2 separate regions of the Mus musculus genome follow, and region 1 is linked to region 2. The links are chromatin contacts, called in public HiCAR-type maps. All regions are on one chromosome and are shown on one strand. Each heading gives the region's core, a stretch centred on a gene start, on an enhancer-like site or on the middle of the called end of the contact. The rest is flanking DNA. Distances are from core to core; before and after follow the strand shown. Region 1 overlaps Shc3 (src homology 2 domain-containing transforming protein C3). Region 2 has its middle 26 kb from the start of 1700048B10Rik.

Region 1 (5,189 bases), core at 2,586-5,085, 510 kb before region 2:
CAAGTTGTAACATTGTACTACAATATAGTTCCTTCTGTGTGTGTGTGTGTGTGTGTGTGTGTGTGTGTGTGTGTACACCAATGTGTCTTAGTCAGGGTTTCTATTTCTGTACAAACATGGTGACCAAGAAGCAAGTTGGGGAGGAAAGGGTTTATTCAGCTTACATTTCCACATCGCTGTTCATCACCAAAGGAAGTCAGGACTGGAACTCAAGCAGGTCAGGAAGCAGGACCTGATGCAGAGGCCATGGGGGGATGTTACTTACTGGCTTGCTTCCCCTGGCTTGCTAAGTTTGCTTTCTTATAGAACCCAGGACTACCAGCCCAGGGATGACACCACCCACAATGGACTCTTCCCCCTTGATCACTAATTGAGAAAATGCCTTACAGCTGGATCTCATGGAGGCATTTCCTCAAGGGAGGCTCCTTTCTCTGTGATAACTCCAACTTGTGTCAACTTGACACACAAAACCAGTTAGCACAGTGTGTGTGTACACATATGTGTTGTATATGTTTGTGTGAGGACATGTACATATGTGTGCATACATGTGGAGGTCACAGGTCAACCTGCATTGTCTTTGATCAGGCAGTGTCTGAGGGTTGTTCAATGGTCTGAAGTCCCCTCATTCAGCTAAGATACCTACCTGTCTCTAGTACCAAGATTGTAGCCACTCTACTGAGTTCTTTTCTATGTGGGTTGTAGGGATTGAACTCAGGTCCCCCCTACTTTTTTTTCCCAAATTTTTATTAGGTATTGTCTTCATTTAAATTTCAAATGCTATCCCGAAAGTCCCCTATACCCTCCCCTCCCCGCTCCCCTACCCACCCACTTCCACTTCTTGGCCCTGGTGTTCCCCTGTACGGAGGCATATAAAGTTTGCAAGACCAAGGGACCTCTCTTCCCAATGATGGCCAACTAGACCATCTTCTGCTACCTATTCAGCTAGAGACACAAGCTCTGGGGGTACTGGTTAGTTCATATTGTTGTTCCATCTATAGGGTTGCAGACCCCTTCAGCTCCTTGGGTACTTTCTTTAGCTCCTCCATTGGGTGCCCTGTGTTCCATCCAATAGCTGACTGTGAGCATCCACTTCTGTGTTTGCCAGACACTGGCATAGCCTCACAAGAGACAGCTATATCAGGGTCCTTTCAGCAAAATCTTGCTGGCGTATGCAATGGTGTCTGCATTTGGTGGCTGATTATGGGATGGATCCCCGGGTGCAGCAGTCTCTAGATGGTCCATCCTTTCGTCTCAGCTCCAAACTCTGTCGCTGTAACTCCCTCCATGGGTGTTTTGTTCCCAATTCTAAGAAGGGGTGAAGTGTCCACACTTTGGTCTTTGTTCTTCTTGAGTTTCATGTGTTTTGCAATTTGTATCTTGGGTATTCAAAGTTTCTGGGCTAATATCCACTTATCAGTGAGTACATATCATGTGAGTTCTTTTGTGATTGGGTTACCTCACTCAGGATGATATCCTCCAGATCCATCCATTTGCCTAGGAATTTCATAAATTCATTGTTTTTAATAGCTGAGTAGTACTCCATTGTGTAACTGTACCACAATTTTTGTATCTATTCCTCTGTTGAGGGACATCTGGGTTCTTTCCAGCTTCTGGCTATTATAAATAAGGCTGCTATGAACATAGTGGAGCATGTGTTCTTATTACCAGTTGGAACATCTTCTGGATATATGCCCAGGAGAGGTATTGCTGGATCTTCCGGTAGTACTATGTCCTATTTTCTGAGGAACCGCCAGACTGATTTCCAGAGTGGTTGTACAAGCTTGCAATACCACCAACATTGGAGGAGTGTTCCTCTTTCTCCACATCCACGCCAGCATCTGCTGTCACATGAATTTTTGATCTTAGCCATTCTGACTGGTGTGAGGCAGAATCTCAGGGTTGTTTTGATTTGCATTTCCCTGATGGTTAAGGATGTTGAACATTTTTTCAGGTGCTTCTTAGCCATTCGATATTCCTCAATTGAGAATTCTTTGTTTAGCTCTGAGCCCCATTTTTTAATGGGGTTATTTGACTTTCTGGGGTCCACCTTCTTGAGTTCTTTATATATATTGGATATTAGTCCCCTATCTGATTTAGGATAGGTAAAGATTCTTTCCCAGTCTGTTGGTGGCCTTTTTGTTTTATTGACAGTGTCTTTTGCCTTACAGAAGCTTTGCAATTTTATGAGGTCCCATTTGTCAATTCTCAATCTTACGGCATAAGCATTGTTCTATTCAGGAATTTTTCCCCTGTGCCCATATCTTCAAGGCTTTTCCCCACTTTCTCCTCTATAAGTTTCAGTGTCTCTGGTTTTATGTGGAGTTCCTTGATCCACTTAGATTTGACCTTAGTACAAGGAGATAGGAATGGATCAATTTGCATTCTTCTACATGATAACCACCAGTTGTGCCAGCACCATTTGTTGAAAATGCTGTCTTTTTTCCACTGGATGGTTTTAGCTCCCTTGTCAAAGATCAAGTGACCATAGGTGTGTGGGTTCATTTTTGGGTCTTCAATTCTATTCCATTGGTCTACCTGCCTGTTGGTATACCAGTACCATGCAGTTTTATCACAATTGCTCTATAGTACAGCTGTAGGTCAGGCATGGAATTCTACTAGAGATTCTTTTATCATTGAGAAGAGTTTTTGCTATCCTAGGTTTTTTGTTATTCCAGATAAATTTGCAAACTGCCTTTTCTAATTCATTGAAGAATTGAGTTGGAATTTTGATGGGGATTGCATTGAATCTGTAGATTGCTTTCAGCAAGATAGCCATTTTTACTATATTGATCCTGCCAATCCATGAGCATGGGAGATCTTTCCATCTTCTGAGATCTTCTTTGATTTCTTTCTTCAGAGACTTGAAGTTCTTATCATACAGATTTTTCACTTCCTTAGTTAGAGTCACACCAAGGTATTTTATATTATTTGTGACTATTGTGTTGTTTCCCTAATTTCTTTCTCAGCCTGTTTATCCTTTTTGTAGATAAAGGCCATTGATTTGTTTGAGTTAATTTTATATCCAGCTACTTCACTGAAGCTGTTTATCAGGTTTAGGAGTTCTCTGGTGGAATTTTTAGGGTCACTTATATACACTATCATATCATCTGCAAATAGTGATATTTTGAATTCTTCCTTTCCAATTTGTATCCCCTTGATCTCCTTTTGTTGTCGAATTGCTCTGGCTAGGACTTCAAGTACTATATTGAATAGGTAGGGAGAAAGTGGGCAGCCTTGTCTAGTCCCTGATTTTAGTGGGATTGCTTCTCTCCATTTACTTTGATGTTGGATACTGGTTTGCTGTAGATTGCTTTTATTATGTTTAGGTATGGGCCTTGAATTCTTGATCTTTCCAAGACTTTTATCATGAAGTCTCCCCTACTTGTATGGTGGGTTTTGGGAATTGAACTCAGATCCCTCTACTTGTAAGGTAAGCGCTTTACCACCTGAGCCATCTCTCCAGGCCTATGTTTTTCTTCTGGGCAAAGTCCTGGCCTCAGGTTGGAGCCTTGATTTCCCAGACCTGGAGTTATTATACTTCTTACTTTGAACAGCCCTTTGGCCTCTCTGGCCTTGTGTTCTGTGCCTGTAAAATGGGCTTCCCATAATTCTCACTCAGCTGCTGGGAGGCGTAAGGAAGCATTCTGGTCAACCAGGGACATGTCAGCCCTCAGGCTGTGCATGTGAGGGCAGGTGAGCTACTGTCTCTGGGCTTTTTGGTTGTCATTTTCTTTGGGGGGCAGTTCTCAGGAAATCTTGTTACCCATGTTGCTCACCAACACAGCAGGCCCTGCAGGATGTGGCAAGGCACTAACCGCAAGTCTCCCTTTTTCTCTCCTGACAGATCATAGCGAACCATCATATGCGGTCTATCTCTTTTGCCTCAGGGGGAGACCCGGTAAGTGGCCTTTGGTTTGTTTCTCTTGCTCTTGCTGGGACTTTCTAAGAAGAAACCTCTGCTCCAAAGATGTGCCCTTGACGCTGTGACACAAAAGTGTTTAATGCTGATTTTAATGAAACCCCAGTGAACTATCCTAATACTAGTCCAGCTGTTTTAGCATCAGTAAAACTTCTGGGTAGAACTCCGTTCTGATACATGCTTGGGAACAATTATGCTGCCGCCAGAAAAACAAGTTTTATACCTAACGGGGGAAATTCTTTTGAAGAAAATGATGTTTTGTAAGACAAAATATTCATCAGTAAAACTTTGCAAGTAGTCATAAACTCTGAAGCTGTGACCCCAGCTGATCATCAACCCCCCACACTTCCTTCCCCCTCCCTTTCCTTTTTCTGTATTAGAGACTGAGCTGAGGTCAGCAGTGCTTAGCTGTCACTCCACCATCAAGCTATCCCTTGGCTGTCACTTTAGTTGTTATTTGGTGGTGGGAGCAGGGTAACCTGTGAGCACGGTCTACTGTTTTCAGTCACAAGGTGGGTTAGGAGATCTGGAAGTGTGGCCTCTTTGAGAGGTAGCAATAGCTCCCGTATGCCTGACCCATCCTGCCATGCCTGCCTTCCTTGGTTGTCTCCGTTCTACATCCCCCAAACCACCTCAAAGGCAGACAGATAATACAAAGGGGAGTAAGAAACAGAGAGGAGGAAGGACGTAGGCCTGGCTCTTTCCAGCAGTGGTAGGAGAGAGTCTCTTTTTTGTTTGTTTGTTTGTTTTGTTTTTCAAGACAGGGTTTCTCTGTGTAGCCCTGTCTGTCTTGGAACTCACTTTGTAGACCAGGCTAGCCTTGAACTCAGAAATCTGCCTGCCTCTGCCTCAGGCTCTTTTTTTTTTTAATGCTCTCAGATTAACTTTTGGTTCTGGGTAAAGTTTTCAGTAGTTAGGAAGGAAAAAAATTAAAAAGCCCCCTCTATTCGTACACAGTCTATCTTCTAAAACCCGGGAATCATACACCAATGAAAGGCTGCTGTACACTTTAGCAGCCAAAGCGAAGGAGCTGGCACCACCTGTACTAATCAGCAATCAAGACAGCCCCACACAGACATTCCCATAGGCCAATCTGGTCTAGATGCTTTCTTAATGGAGACTCTCTACTTGGGGGGCTCTAGGTTGTATCAAGTTTGACGGTTAAAATTAACCAGCACACCATCAGTTTACCCAGGAATCGGTCCATGGTTTAGATCAGAGCCCTCATGATCCAATTGCTTGCCAGGGATGCCTCACAGGAGCAGCTCTG
Region 2 (5,167 bases), core at 706-3,205:
AGGGAGGAAGGGAGGGAGGGAGGAAGGAAGGGAGGAAGGAAGGGAGGGAGGAAGGAAGGGAGGAAGGGAGGAAGAAAGGGAGGGAGGAAGGAAGGGAGGAAGGGAGGAAGGGAGGAAGGGAGGGAGGAAGGGAGGGAGGAAGGGAGGAAGGGAGGAAGAAAGGAAGGAAGGAAGGGGGGAGGTGGATGGACCGAGAGAAGGAATAAAAATCTAACCATAAGAGGCCACACATGTAAATGAGAATGGAAACATAGGAGAAAGCATTTGACTTTGGGCTTAAGAATTCTTAGACCAGCCGGGCGTGGTGGCACACGCCTTTAATCCCAGCACTGGGGAGGCAGAGGCAGGCGGATTTCTGAGTTCGAGGCCAGCCTGGTCTACAAAGTGAGTTCCAGGACAGCCAGGGCTACACAGAGAAACCCTGTCTCGAAAAACAAAAACAAAAACAAACAAACAAACAAAAAAAAGAATTCTTAGACCTAGGCCCCGAAGTGTGACCCGAAAGAGGAAAGGTGGATAAGCAGGAGCGCATTTCATGATAACACTTTGGTTTCAAACAAACAAACAAACAAACAAACAAACAAAAAACTGCTAAAGGAAGAAAGAGAAGGCACAGACCCGAAGACCACATTTATCAATCCCTGGTTGGGAAAACAGTCTTGTAAGCCTGTAAGCTCAATAGAAATAGCTGATGGGAGACCGGTGACAAGCGTGAGTGTTCATGTTCACTGGTGGCCTTTGCAGATGGTGAGTGGGACAGATGTCCATCCTTGCTCACTGCCAAGGTACAGTCATCAATGCAGAGAGCAGATCCGGTGTAGCAGACTTGTGACTGAACACTATTTTCTACAATAAGCTTATTGGGGCACAGCCCCGTGGGAAACCACGCAGTCCCTGTCTGCTTTCATAACTGAAGCCCATAGCATCTCTCGGGCTCACGCTTGTGTTCTCTGGTATTTTGGTGCACACACAAAACCACAGTCTCACCATGACAACGCCACAGGAGGGTGTCGCTACCTTAACTGTCTCTTGGCCCCCAGTGTTCATCCTTCCTGCCTTCTTTGGTGTTCTCCAAATCCTTATTTATTTATTTATATTTAAATATCAAGTCACGTGTTTTCACTTCAGTAAACAAGGTTGGTTGTCCCAACTGCACAGGATACACTTGTTCTCTTGTCCCGACCCCCTGGCCCAAAGACTTATTTATTATTATACATAAGTACACTGTAGCTATCTTCAGACACACATGAGGAGGGTGTCAGATCTCAATACGGATGGTTGCGAGCCACCATGTGGTTGCTGGGATTTGAACTCAGGACCTTCAGAAGAGCAGTCAGTGCTCTTAACCGCTGAGCCATCTCTCCAGCCCTCCAAATCCTGATAAAACACTGACATTTTTTTTTTTAATAGACTCTGGAGCCTTTTCCAAAATACCATGCAGGAGAACTCAGATGTAAGTAACCTTTTCAGACTGTTCCCCCCTCCCAATGGCGGAAGACTTTGTTGGTTTTGCATACTTGTTTTGTTTTCAGACAGAATCTACATAGCCCTGGCTATCCTGGAATTTACTGTCTAGACCACGTTGGCCTCTAACTCTCCTAAGCTCCCTCTGCCTCTCAGGGCTGTGCCTCTCCAGGGCTCTCAGCTCATGTCTTTTTGTGCTGGTTTAGCTCATTCCCCTTCACAGCTGAGTAACTGGGCAGACACACCGGCTTTCTTTCCTTTTGAGTCTCATTCATCTAGTATGGGACATCTTGGTCGTTTCTCCATGCTGACAACGAAGGAAACCGCTGCGCGTGAACTTATCTGGAGCCTTTCAACTCTTTGTTTCATCACCAAGGAGTGCTGGGGCAAGGGTGGTATTCAACTTTCTGAGGCACTTCTTCCTCATGGTCTCCCCAAGTAGCCACACCTGTTCACATTCGCACTAGCACCGAATGAGTCAGCTGCTATCTTTGCCAGGGTTTGGTGTCATCTGTGTTTGGGATCCGGGCTCTTTTACCAGGGCTCAACTGTTGTCTTGTAGCTGCTTAGTGTACGTTTTTTTTTGCTCATCTGTTCGTTTTCTGCCTCCGCTTCTTCTCTGGTGAGATGTCTAGTCAGATGGCTTGCTACTGTAATTTCGGTTTGTTTTAATACCGAGACATTTGCAGGGTTCTTGGGTGATTCAGATCTGAAGACTTTATGAGGTGGTGCTTGGCAATCCCGCTGCCCCATGCAACCTTATCTGTAGCTTCTCTTTCATTCTTTAATAGTTTCTCCCTTAGACAAGAAGTCTTTAATTTTTAAAGGATGTGTGTGCTTATGTATGTATGGTGCACATGTGTGCTTATGTGTATATGGTGCACATGTGAAGGTCAGAGGAGAACCTAGGGGGTCAGTCCTAAGGTGTCACCCACCTTTCCTTTGACACAGGGTCTGTCAGAGGCCTGTGACTTTGCCACATAAACCAGACTAACTGGCCCCCAGCTTCGGGGACCTTTTCTTTCTGTTTCTCATTGCATCATCCCTGAGATGACAGGCACTGGGTCCTGGAGGATCCAAACTCAACACATACAAGGCTTTACCAGAGGAGCAGTCTCCTAGGCCCCAGAAATCTTGTTTTTTCCTTATAAAAACAACAATTGGGGCTGGCTTACAGGTTTAGAGGATCAGTCCATTATCATCAAGGTGGGAGCATGGCAGTATCCAGGCAGGCATGGCGCAAGCAGAGCTGAGAGTTCTACTTCTTCATCCAAAGGCCAAAGTGGAAGACTCCCCAGAAATCTTTAATGACACCCATTTACCAGTTTTTCCTTTTATGAATTGTATCTCAAAACTTATTACCAAGTCTAAGATCATTTAGGTTTGTTTTTCCTGTGTTATCTTTTATACAATTTTTAGCTTTGTGCTTTACATTTAGTTTTAAGTCTGTGATTCATTTTAATATTAACTATTATATTATATTAACAGTGTAACACAAACTGTGTGGTGACCATGTCTAGTCCTGTCTGGTGTGTTGTCCCTTTCTTCACTGTGTCTGCTTTGCTGCAGCTGGCTATGTGTATGAGAACACCCCTGACAGGTGCTCTCTCTGTATCTTCATTTATTCATTCATTCATTCATTCATTCATTCATTCATTCATTCATTCATTCATCTTGTCATCCATTCCGTGATGTCTTCATTACTGGAGCCTCATACAAAGGCTTGAAGCTGAGTCAGTACTCTGGCTCTGTCCCTCCTCAATATTGTGTTGGCTGCTCTGGTCTTCTTTGGTTTTCCATATAAAGTCGTCGAATCAGTTTGTAAATATTCATGAAGAAGTCGACTTCTGGGATCGCACTGGATCTTCTAGATCAAGTTGGGAGGAATGTCTTAACAACGTCAAGTCTTATCCTTGAACATGGACTATCTTTTCTCTGATTTCCTTCAGTTTTCCCCATACAGATCTTGAATATATACAATATATATATATATATATGTATATGTGTGTGTATATATATATGTGTGTGTGTGTGTGTGTCTGTCTCTGTCTCTCTTTGCCTCTCTGCCTCTCTCTGTCTCTGTGTCTGTTTGTCTTCTTCTCTCTCATTTATTTGAATGTGTGCTTTTGTTATAGGATTCTTGTTCAGAGAAACAGGACACTGAAACTCTTTGCTAGGGAGCAGCTTATATGGCAACAGTATTTTCACTGGCGATTCTATGGCTATGGGGTTACTGTAACACTAAGGCTACATCAATGTTGCCATTATACTGAGGCTGAAGGAATGCAAGAACACTGCAGTTTTAAGTACCCAGACACTAATTAAGTCATGTTGTCTTTTCTTTGTTCTCAAAAGGTCCCTAACACATTCCAAGTACATTAATTAAAAAATATTAGGCTGTGGCTTTAGCTCAGTGGCAGAATGCTTGCCCAGCAGACACAAGCCCCTGGGTTCAAATCTCAGTACAAAATAAAGAGGTGTGGCACTGGGAGCTGGCTCAGTAGTTGAGAGCACTCCCTGCTCTTTCAGAAGACATGGCTTTGGTTCCCAATGCTTATGTCGGGATAACTGCCCATGATTCCCAGATCCAGAGAGGTCTGATGCCTCTGGCATCCAGTGGCATCTTCATGTGTGCACATGCCCACACAAAGACACACACATACACACTTAAAAATAAAACAATAAAAATCTATGTTCTTTTACTTTTAAAATATTTTAAAAAGAAAATTAGTAAGCAAATTATAGACATGCAGAGAAGGCTGAAGGAAACAGAGATGGTTGTTGAAGCACTTGTTTTATACACGGAGAACCTGAGACTTTATGAGGAGAGCAGTCAGCACAACTCCACTGAAGCCTGGAGCAGCTGAGAGTTGAGCCACTTGTGCTTGAAATAACTTTTCCCTTAGCAGAGCCATTGCAACTGTGTTACCCTCGGACCTTCCAGGGAGTTTCCCCCTGGAACGAAAAGTCACACTTGATGGAGTCTGGAGTTAAATTCATCTTCAAAGCAGGCAGAAAGTGACCGTGCTTTTAAAATCACAGCCAGTGCATGAAGGTCAAGGTTCTCGCCGCATTTTCAGATGAGTCATAGCCTGAAAGGAAATCGCGTCTGGCTTCCGTGAATCATGGCAGACCCACATTGATTCCTCCCCTCCCCATTTTGCAGAGAAAACACGTAGGCACCTGTCTGGAATTAAATGAGTCAGAAGGACAGGTATCATATCTGCCAGTGTCTACCCTAAGTGAAGGGACATTGTGCGGTGGGGGAGGAGGAACTGCCGTTGAAAGGAGATGAGGAAGCGAGTGAGTGGCAGACCAGGGTTAGAGCCTCGTCTGCTGCTGGAGGCAGTCCTGGTTTTACTCTGAGACGGAGCAGCATGAAGATAGATTCTCCGGTCAGTCGCTGAGCACTTGCTAGTGAGCAGGCTGTGGAACAGTTGTGTTCTCTACATTCCTGGAACAACTGTCTTCCGGGTGTGCCCAGCAGTCATCCTTTGGACTTTCCCTAATTGTCTCGCAGCTACGAGCTAACTCACAGGAGGACTCAGTTTTATCCATCCCAAGCCAGGCATGGAGCCTAAGCTCTTGGGGAAAAAGAGGCAGGGGGATCAGAAATTCAAAGCTTCCCCCTGCTACACAGAGGGTCCGTGGAAGGCCTGAGCTACATTGAGACCCTGTCTCAAAAAACAAAACAGGGTCGAGG

The links. HiCAR-type assays count read pairs that join an accessible place to other places.
Region 1: a contact with region 2 is called in a HiCAR-type map of Th17 cells, with 9 times the contacts expected there. The contact joins two enhancer-like sites. A contact is called at or near these places in 2 of 484 Hi-C or Micro-C datasets (Sertoli cells and bone marrow-derived macrophages), 2 of 115 datasets of contacts at active chromatin or transcription factors (Th17 cells and stem cell-derived neural progenitor cells) and 1 of 9 other capture datasets (embryonic stem cells).

What each region holds. Positions count from the first base shown.
Region 1 is chr13:51,471,512-51,476,700 of GRCm38.p6, reverse strand. It overlaps Shc3 (src homology 2 domain-containing transforming protein C3), which reads left to right. Exons shown (of 12, transcript NM_009167.5): 5 at 3,845-3,898. Among named protein-coding and RNA genes, the nearest start is that of Gm32834, 55 kb to the right of the region's middle. Within about 2 kb of position 3,835, at least 8 of the 459 cell types and tissues checked have an H3K27ac peak or open chromatin away from gene starts, as enhancers often do. A contact at or near this core is called in Th17 cells, where this site is marked.
Region 2 is chr13:50,957,874-50,963,040 of GRCm38.p6, reverse strand. No RefSeq gene overlaps it. Among named protein-coding and RNA genes, the nearest start is that of 1700048B10Rik, 26 kb to the right of the region's middle. Within about 2 kb of position 1,955, at least 8 of the 459 cell types and tissues checked have an H3K27ac peak or open chromatin away from gene starts, as enhancers often do. A contact at or near this core is called in Th17 cells, where this site is marked.